Linked DNA regions of Anas platyrhynchos: region 1 is linked to region 2. The links are chromatin contacts, called in public Hi-C maps. All regions are on one chromosome and are shown on one strand. The core of a region is the stretch at or near the end of the contact, and the rest is flanking DNA. Distances in the headings are between cores, read along the strand shown. Region 1 holds the start of SMYD3 (SET and MYND domain containing 3). Region 2 holds the start of KIF26B (kinesin family member 26B).

What was found. Hi-C and Micro-C count contacts between places; a contact is called where the count stands out from the background.
Region 1: a Hi-C map of subcutaneous adipose tissue shows a contact between it and region 2, with 3 times the contacts expected there. The contact joins the promoter of SMYD3 here to the promoter of KIF26B in region 2. A contact is called at or near these places in 2 of 8 Hi-C or Micro-C datasets (skeletal muscle and subcutaneous adipose tissue).

What each region holds. Positions count from the first base shown.
Region 1 is chr3:31,597,554-31,600,902 of IASCAAS_PekinDuck_T2T, forward strand. SMYD3 (SET and MYND domain containing 3) reads right to left here and starts at 1,689. Exons shown (of 11, transcript XM_038176760.2): 1 at 1,457-1,689. The coding sequence starts at 1,623.
Region 2 is chr3:30,917,373-30,921,023 of IASCAAS_PekinDuck_T2T, forward strand. It overlaps KIF26B (kinesin family member 26B), which reads left to right and starts at 2,110. Exons shown (of 15, transcript XM_027453855.3): 1 at 2,110-3,426; 2 at 3,502-3,651. The coding sequence starts at 3,364.

The DNA of each region.
Region 1 (3,349 bases), core at 439-2,938, 680 kb after region 2:
AGCCATCACCCCTGCCCCAAAGGGCTCAAGGCCTCATAGCAAGGCAGACACACAGCAAACACCCCTGGCCCTACCACAAGCCTGCTGCCTCCCAGCATTCACCCCAGAAACACATTTGCACCTTGCCACCCATCTTCTGGCCCAGCCAGCACCTCCCACACAGCCAGGAGCTGCGACCAACAGCGCTTGCTAGCACAAGCTGGGAGGCAAAGTCAGCACAGAATTGCACAGAGCCTCAAACATCCACTCCTATACCGTAAGAAGGATAAATGCTAAGTCAATTTCAAGCAAGACTTTTTTGGGGGGGATTTGTGTTCCTGTACTGCCCCCTAAAGACCAGAATGAAAAGCAGGAGAAGTTGCACCCAAGGCATCCTAGCTGTAGCTCTGGAAACGAGCAGTAACTGCTTTTCTCCTACCTGGCTTTCAATAAGGATCACTCTGCATCCTGCATTTAAGCCAGAGCCATGACGCAGTTCAATTTCACATCCCACTTCAGCAGGTGCAGACTGTTTTATTTAACTTCCACGTGTGTAAAAAGAACTGTGTGTGAATATACACATCATTAGTTTAATGAAGTCTCTTGAATAAGTAGAAACTGGTTTTAATTCGATAAATAAGAAAATCTGTTCGCATAGTTTGGATCTACTAAATCTTCACAACCAGTGCACGCTTTGCAGTGGAATCTGAACCGTGGTAAATTAAACTTTATTTAACTTGCACTTTCTACTAATACCACTGTTAACAATAAACATACAAATGCATAACACCTGAGATGGATTTTCGCTGCAGTCGCTGGTGCCAGCCTGCCCCCGAGGCCAGCTGCCCCTCATTGCCTCAAGGTGCAGGCAGCCACCCTCTTGAGGCACCCTGAAATCACGAGCCAGGCTTCCCAGAAACATCACCTAGAAATCTTATGCCATTTTTTTATTTTTTTAATACCCTGAGGTTGGATGCAGGTGCAACCTGACACACAGCACCAAGCTTCTCCCCAGGGACATGGGGATCACAGCATCACTTCTTTGAGCTGCAGCTGGGAGGCTCTGCGAGGACAGGAAGCAAAGCCCCGGAATTAAAAAACACGCGTCAGGTAGTTATGAGGCAGGGCAAAAACTGGCAATACTGAATTTCTTCTCAACATCCCAGTGACCCCAGACGAGTTTTGACTGCCTGCCAGCACACATTCCGGTACCCACACACAGCCACACCGCTGCTTTCCTCCCACCAGCGGGACTTGGGCTCGCCAGGTGCCCCTGGCAAAGACCCGCGGACACACGTGCAGCACGGATCCCCCCACACCCCACACATTGCTTCGGGCAGGGCCATCCCCCATCTCCCCGCACAGCCCCAGCGCTGCCCCCAGCCCTCCCCGACCCGCCCGCCCTCCACAGCGGCGGAAGGGGCGGCGCTGGGCGGGCGGCGATGGCGGTAGCCGCCTTCCCCCCGCTCCTCCCTACCTTTGCAGGCAGCGCTCGCACACGCCGCCCAGCAGCTCCTTGCTGACCACGTATGCGAAGGGCTCGGCCCGGTACAGCAGCTCGCCGGGCCGCAGCCGCCGCCGGGCGCGCAGCCCGCTGCCCTTCCCCGGGCTGCGGAACCGCTCCAGCAGCGCCGCCGCCTCCATGCTGCCGCCACACACAAAATGGGCGGCCCCTCCCGCCACGTCACGCCGCCCGCGCTGCCATCTTAGCGCTTATAACCGCCGGCACGCCGGGGGCACGCGTGTGGAGGCGCCTGCCCGTGACAGGGCGCCCAGTCACGACTCATCTCGTGGCGCTAAACAAAGCGATTAGAAGCGCTCTCGTTAATTGCAGCCCGTGTGGCTAATGACAAATAGACTGTGTGGTGGTTGGGGCTTTTTCTCAGTGACTCTTTGTTTTTGTTTTAATGGAACTAAGGCACCCATAAAAATCAAAATTTTGATTGCAAGTGTCATGAGCAAGGAGGTGAAAAATCCTGCAGCTCCTTTTCTGGCCTCCACACTTCCAGCAGTCCCTCCCTAGGAGACACCTGAAGCAATAACGAAGTTTGCACTGCCACATCAGCCTGACTCTGCACTGCTCATTTCACTGCAGCGCCCACCCAGCCTCAACAGTGACAAGGATGTGGAAAAAACGTATACAGAAATGGAAGTGGCATGAGGATAGGGGGAGGCTGCACACCCACAACATCACACACAGCAGAGAAATTAACTTCTGGGCCTGGGCTGGGCCTCCTTCTGCCAGGGTGATCTCCTCAGGCCTCAGCCCAGGGCTGTGTCCCCCAGCCAGTGCTCCTCCAGCCTGGCCACCAGTGCACTTGACCACAGCCAGCCTGCTGCATCCTTCAATGTACAACATAGGGAAAAACAAACTCGTTTTGTACTGCCACCCAAAGGGTTGTCAGTGTCAACTGAGTCTGTGCAGCTTTCATTCATTTAAGAGATAACATACATTATGCTTGCTATATGTGAAGTCTACAGATAAGCTTAGTCTGCTCTTCCTTACTGTGCCTACAGAGGGAGTCAGGGCTTCTGTTTTGGAAAGGAACATTAAATTGTCCTGCCAAAAAAAACTCAGAAACAGGCCCAACAATTCTGCCAAACAGCATTCCGTTTCCAAAATGCACTTGCTTTTGTTCTCAATAACAATTATTTTAGTCCTCAAATATTTTCATTCAAGCTACAACAGGGTAGTCACAGGTAGCAATGCACATATCCAAAATACTGCTGCTGGGAAGAACCAAGGTAGATTCTCACAGGGGAAAAAAAAAAAAAAAAAAAAAAAAAAAAAAAGATTCCCACGGAAAAATGTATCCATTTAGACATTCACTTAAACGCTGCAGTTTTGTACTTTGTTACCAAAAGAACTGACAACAAACTGGTTGACAGTCACATATGTTACTACACTTAAGTATGCCAAGCAAACTTGTTACAAGCGTTTGATTACAGTGATACTGCAAGATACTTGAGAATTATTCTCAAATATCATTAAAATATCAAACTACTACCTCTGCACTTGGCTTGTATGCTTTACTCCTTCACCTATTTAGTTTTCTGTGTTTCCTTGTATATGCTATTTTATAGACTGTCTAAGCAGGCATTACCCATACAAACAAAAACAGTAATAGGGTTGGGTATTTCAACATCTATTTCAGTATCTACAATTCTGGATATCTACATCCATAGTTTACATGGATGTCTGCCTACACAGGGCCATTCAATGCAATTTGAGCAATGGCAAAAAGTTCAACATCCAGCTCAGATGTTTAATGAGCATAATGATATTGTGGCTTTATATTCCACTAAATGGTCATCTAGCACTTGACTACACTTAGTTGAATTAATTCTCATTATTTATTATGTGTTCTTT
Region 2 (3,651 bases), core at 860-3,359:
CCCAGAGATAGGGATTGTAACAGGGCATGAGATGTACATGTCCAGTGCTTGTCTTTTTTTATGCTGACACACAGGGTCAATCTTAGGACTTAGAAATTCTGCTACAGAAATAACCTTAGAAACCAGCTCATGGTTTCTGAGGTATTGGTTTCTGGTTCATGGAAACACCCTGTCTTGTTTCTCCATGATATCATACTCAACAGTTGTCAAGAACAAGTAGAAGAATACACCCCTGAAGCCTGGCATATCCCAGATACTCCAAAAGAAGCATTACATGCAACACAATCAGAAGTACAACTGCAGTCCCTGTAACTGATTTCTTCTTGTACTGCATGAATCCTTAAATCCTGGAGAATATGCAGGCTGTGGATGTGTGTGTTTCTGCTGTATGTGCTACACAAAAGGATAAAGGACTTGGTGTGTTCTTCACAGAGCTTTCTGCTGAAGTGTTCCTATACTTCAGCAAGGGAATGGGAACAAGAACTGGAAAGGTTTTAGAGAAGAAATATGTCAAACTAGAAAAGTCCTGGTAGTTTTATTTGTAATTAGCTGTTTCTATCTTTACAATTAATTCTTTGTCACTGTTACCACAAATGCCTTCAATTTCCTCTCTGTCCCCCAATGGCCTCTGAGTCATTAATATTCTGCTTTAAGCAAGTATCAGAGCTGTCATGAATTTCAAATCTCCCCAAGGAAGCTTTTTAAAATTGTAAGTAAGACCTGATACTGAGACTTATTAGCACCAAACTTGGAAACAAAGCTTCTGTGCAGGCAGTGATGACTCTTCAACTTACAGTTGCTGTCACCTTTTTTATCCTGAGATTTATAATAAATGTGAATACCTCAAAGGATTTCTTTGATGCAACCAACATTTCCAGCTCTCATAAACTGCTGTTTATTGATAGAACTGGGATGGTGCCAGCATCTCAGATTTGAGTGATGAAGCTGAACTTCTAGGTCAGATTTAATTGCACCCATACTGAGATCTGTTCAGAAGAAATCCACTGAAAGTATCAGAGTGATAGTACACCTGAGCAAACACACTGCTGTGTGATAAAGAAACTGGAAATGTGTATACTAGCTAAAAGGCAGGTTATAAACTCCAGAGAGGTGCAATATCTAGATTGAGATCTAAAATTATCTACAGGACAGAAAGTCTTTCTTTATTAACTAAATGTCTTCTGCAGCCACTGCTTATAGGTGTTTTAAACTAGTACATCAGTCTGCACCTGGGATCACACAGGTGCTAAATCACCTTAATGAGCTCACTCCAGAGAGGGTAAATCTCTCCCCTTGCTTGAACTAGAAAAGCTGTGAGGAAGGAAGGTCCCAATGTGAGATGATTACTAGAACCTGTAGCAGAAGCTTAAGCGCCATTGTGGCCCCGTCTAGCAGCTGTTCTGAACTGCTGGTGTAAGTGATTTGCAGCACAAGATAATAGGTAAATTTGAAATAGAGAGGCAGCTTTGGGGGAGCTGTGTGTCAGTGGTTTGCTGATGACACTGCTAAATAAACGTCTTTCCTTTACAGAATCACACAATCATCTAGGTTGGAAGAGACCTTGAAGATCACCCAGTCCAACCTCTGATCTAACCCTAACCAGTCCTCCACTAAACCACGTCACTGAGCTCTACTCCTTGGTGACACATGGAGCAGAAGGGGTTACGAGAGGAAACCTCATGAACTTCCACACGAGGGATCCCAAAGAGATGGGAAAAAGCTTGGCTGCTTCTCAGAGCAGGTGTTAACCCCGAGACAGGGTTCTTGGTAGGGCTTCTTGCTGGAGTGACACTATAGTGTCTTGTTCTTTGGCCACCACAAAATAACGAGAGATGCAAAGATTTTAGCAGCAAGATCTCTCCAATTGGAGATTTTTGGTGCATCCCAGCTCCCGAAAATCCTCGCAGTCTATTTTGAATGACCCAAACCACCGATAAACACCGTCACCCGTCAGGAGGGAGAGGCAGCTGGCAGCCGAGCCTCCTCAGGCTGGGCAGACCCGTGTGTTTCGGCACACCCCGAGCCCCTTCCCTCCCGGGCGGCGCTATGAACAGCTATGGACCGAGGGAGCCAGACCTCGCGCCAGCAACGGCCACCAACGGCCAGCAACGGCCGCCAACGGTCGCCAGCAACGGCCGCCCGCAGAGGGCGCTCGCCGCCCGCGAACGCCGCCGGCCCCGCCCGGCTCCGCAGCCGCCCCTGAGCGCATCTCCCCGCGCCTCCCGGTGCTGCCCGCTGGGCGGCCGGGGGCACGGCCCGGGGTGTCCGGGCTGCGGCTTCCCCAGCAGGAACGGCCGCGCCGAGCCGTGGCAGCGGAGGGGCAGCGGGGCACCGCGGAGGGCTCCCCGCCGCAGGGCTGCGCTGCTGGGGGTGGCAATAGGAGGGTGCGAAGGGGAGCGGGTCCCGGCGTGATCTGCCCTCTCTGTCGCATCCCCCCTGTTTTGGCTGTCCCAGGGGGTCTGGGTTCGGCTCTTTATGGCACCCGTTTCTGAGAGAATCGGCAAGTTGAGGCGAGGAGGAAGATCTCTGAGGAGTGGTTGTGCTGTCTGCAGGGCTGGAGGTGAACAGGGAGCTGCGGCCAGATGCGCGTAGCCCACAGCCTGCAAACCGTGATTGTGGGGAAAGATGAACAGCGAAACGAGACTGTAGGGTTTTATTGTTAGGAGCTCAATTTATGACGCCCTCGGCCGCGAGTTAGATTAATACACACAGGATCGCAACACGGCGAAGGGCTGCCCGTGCCCGTCGCGGGGAGAGCTCGCTTCTTCCTTCGCAGCTCTTCGGGGCGGACTGCGAGCACTCGTGAAAGCCCCGAGCAGCGGCGAGTGACCAATAACTGCGGTGCGAGCAACACGGTCCCCCCCCTACACACACACCCACACCCACCGCCCGCCCTTCGCAAGAAAAAGGGGGGCAAAAAATCTCCGGTGCCAATCAGGGCGCACCGCAAAATCGCAGGGACCCTCCCCGGCAGCGCCTCGCAGCCCCCGGCCCCTGCCCGAGCGAGGCTGCGGGCACGGCAGGAGGAGGAGGAGGAGGAGGAGGAGGAGAGGCGGCTCCTCCTCCCGGGGACCGGCTCCCGGTATTTTTTTGGAGGCTTTGCTCGCAACTCGGTGACGGACCTGAAGGGGGGAACAAGTTGCGGCCGTAGCGGGGGCGGGAGGCTCGGCAGCCGCTGCGGGAGCGGCGGGGGGCGATGAGGACGAGGCGGCCGGGGGACAGCCCCGCCGCGCAGCCCCTCGCCGAGCACTGAGGGCGTCTCGGGGCTGAGCCACCCCGCGGCGGCGGAGGCGCTTCCCCGGGACCGCCGGCGCCCTCGGATGCGGCTGGGAGCCCGCTGGCACCCGGCGCTGCCGAGCCACCATGACCTCGGTGGCCGGGACCAAGGAGCGGGGCGCGGGCACGGCGCGGAGCAGAAAATACGGGGTAAGTTGGGGCGCGGGGCGCGGGGGGGAGCGGGCTGCCGGCCCCGCCTGACCCGCTGCTCCTTCTCCGCTGCAGGTGACCGAGCCCTGCTCGCCCACCAAGCCCGGCGCCCCCTTCTCCCCCGAGAGCTGGTACCGGAGGGCGTACGAGGAGTCCCGTGCCGGCGGGCGCCCGGCCCCGGAGGGAGCGGGCTCGGCGCTGGGCTCCTCCGGCACGCCGTCCCCG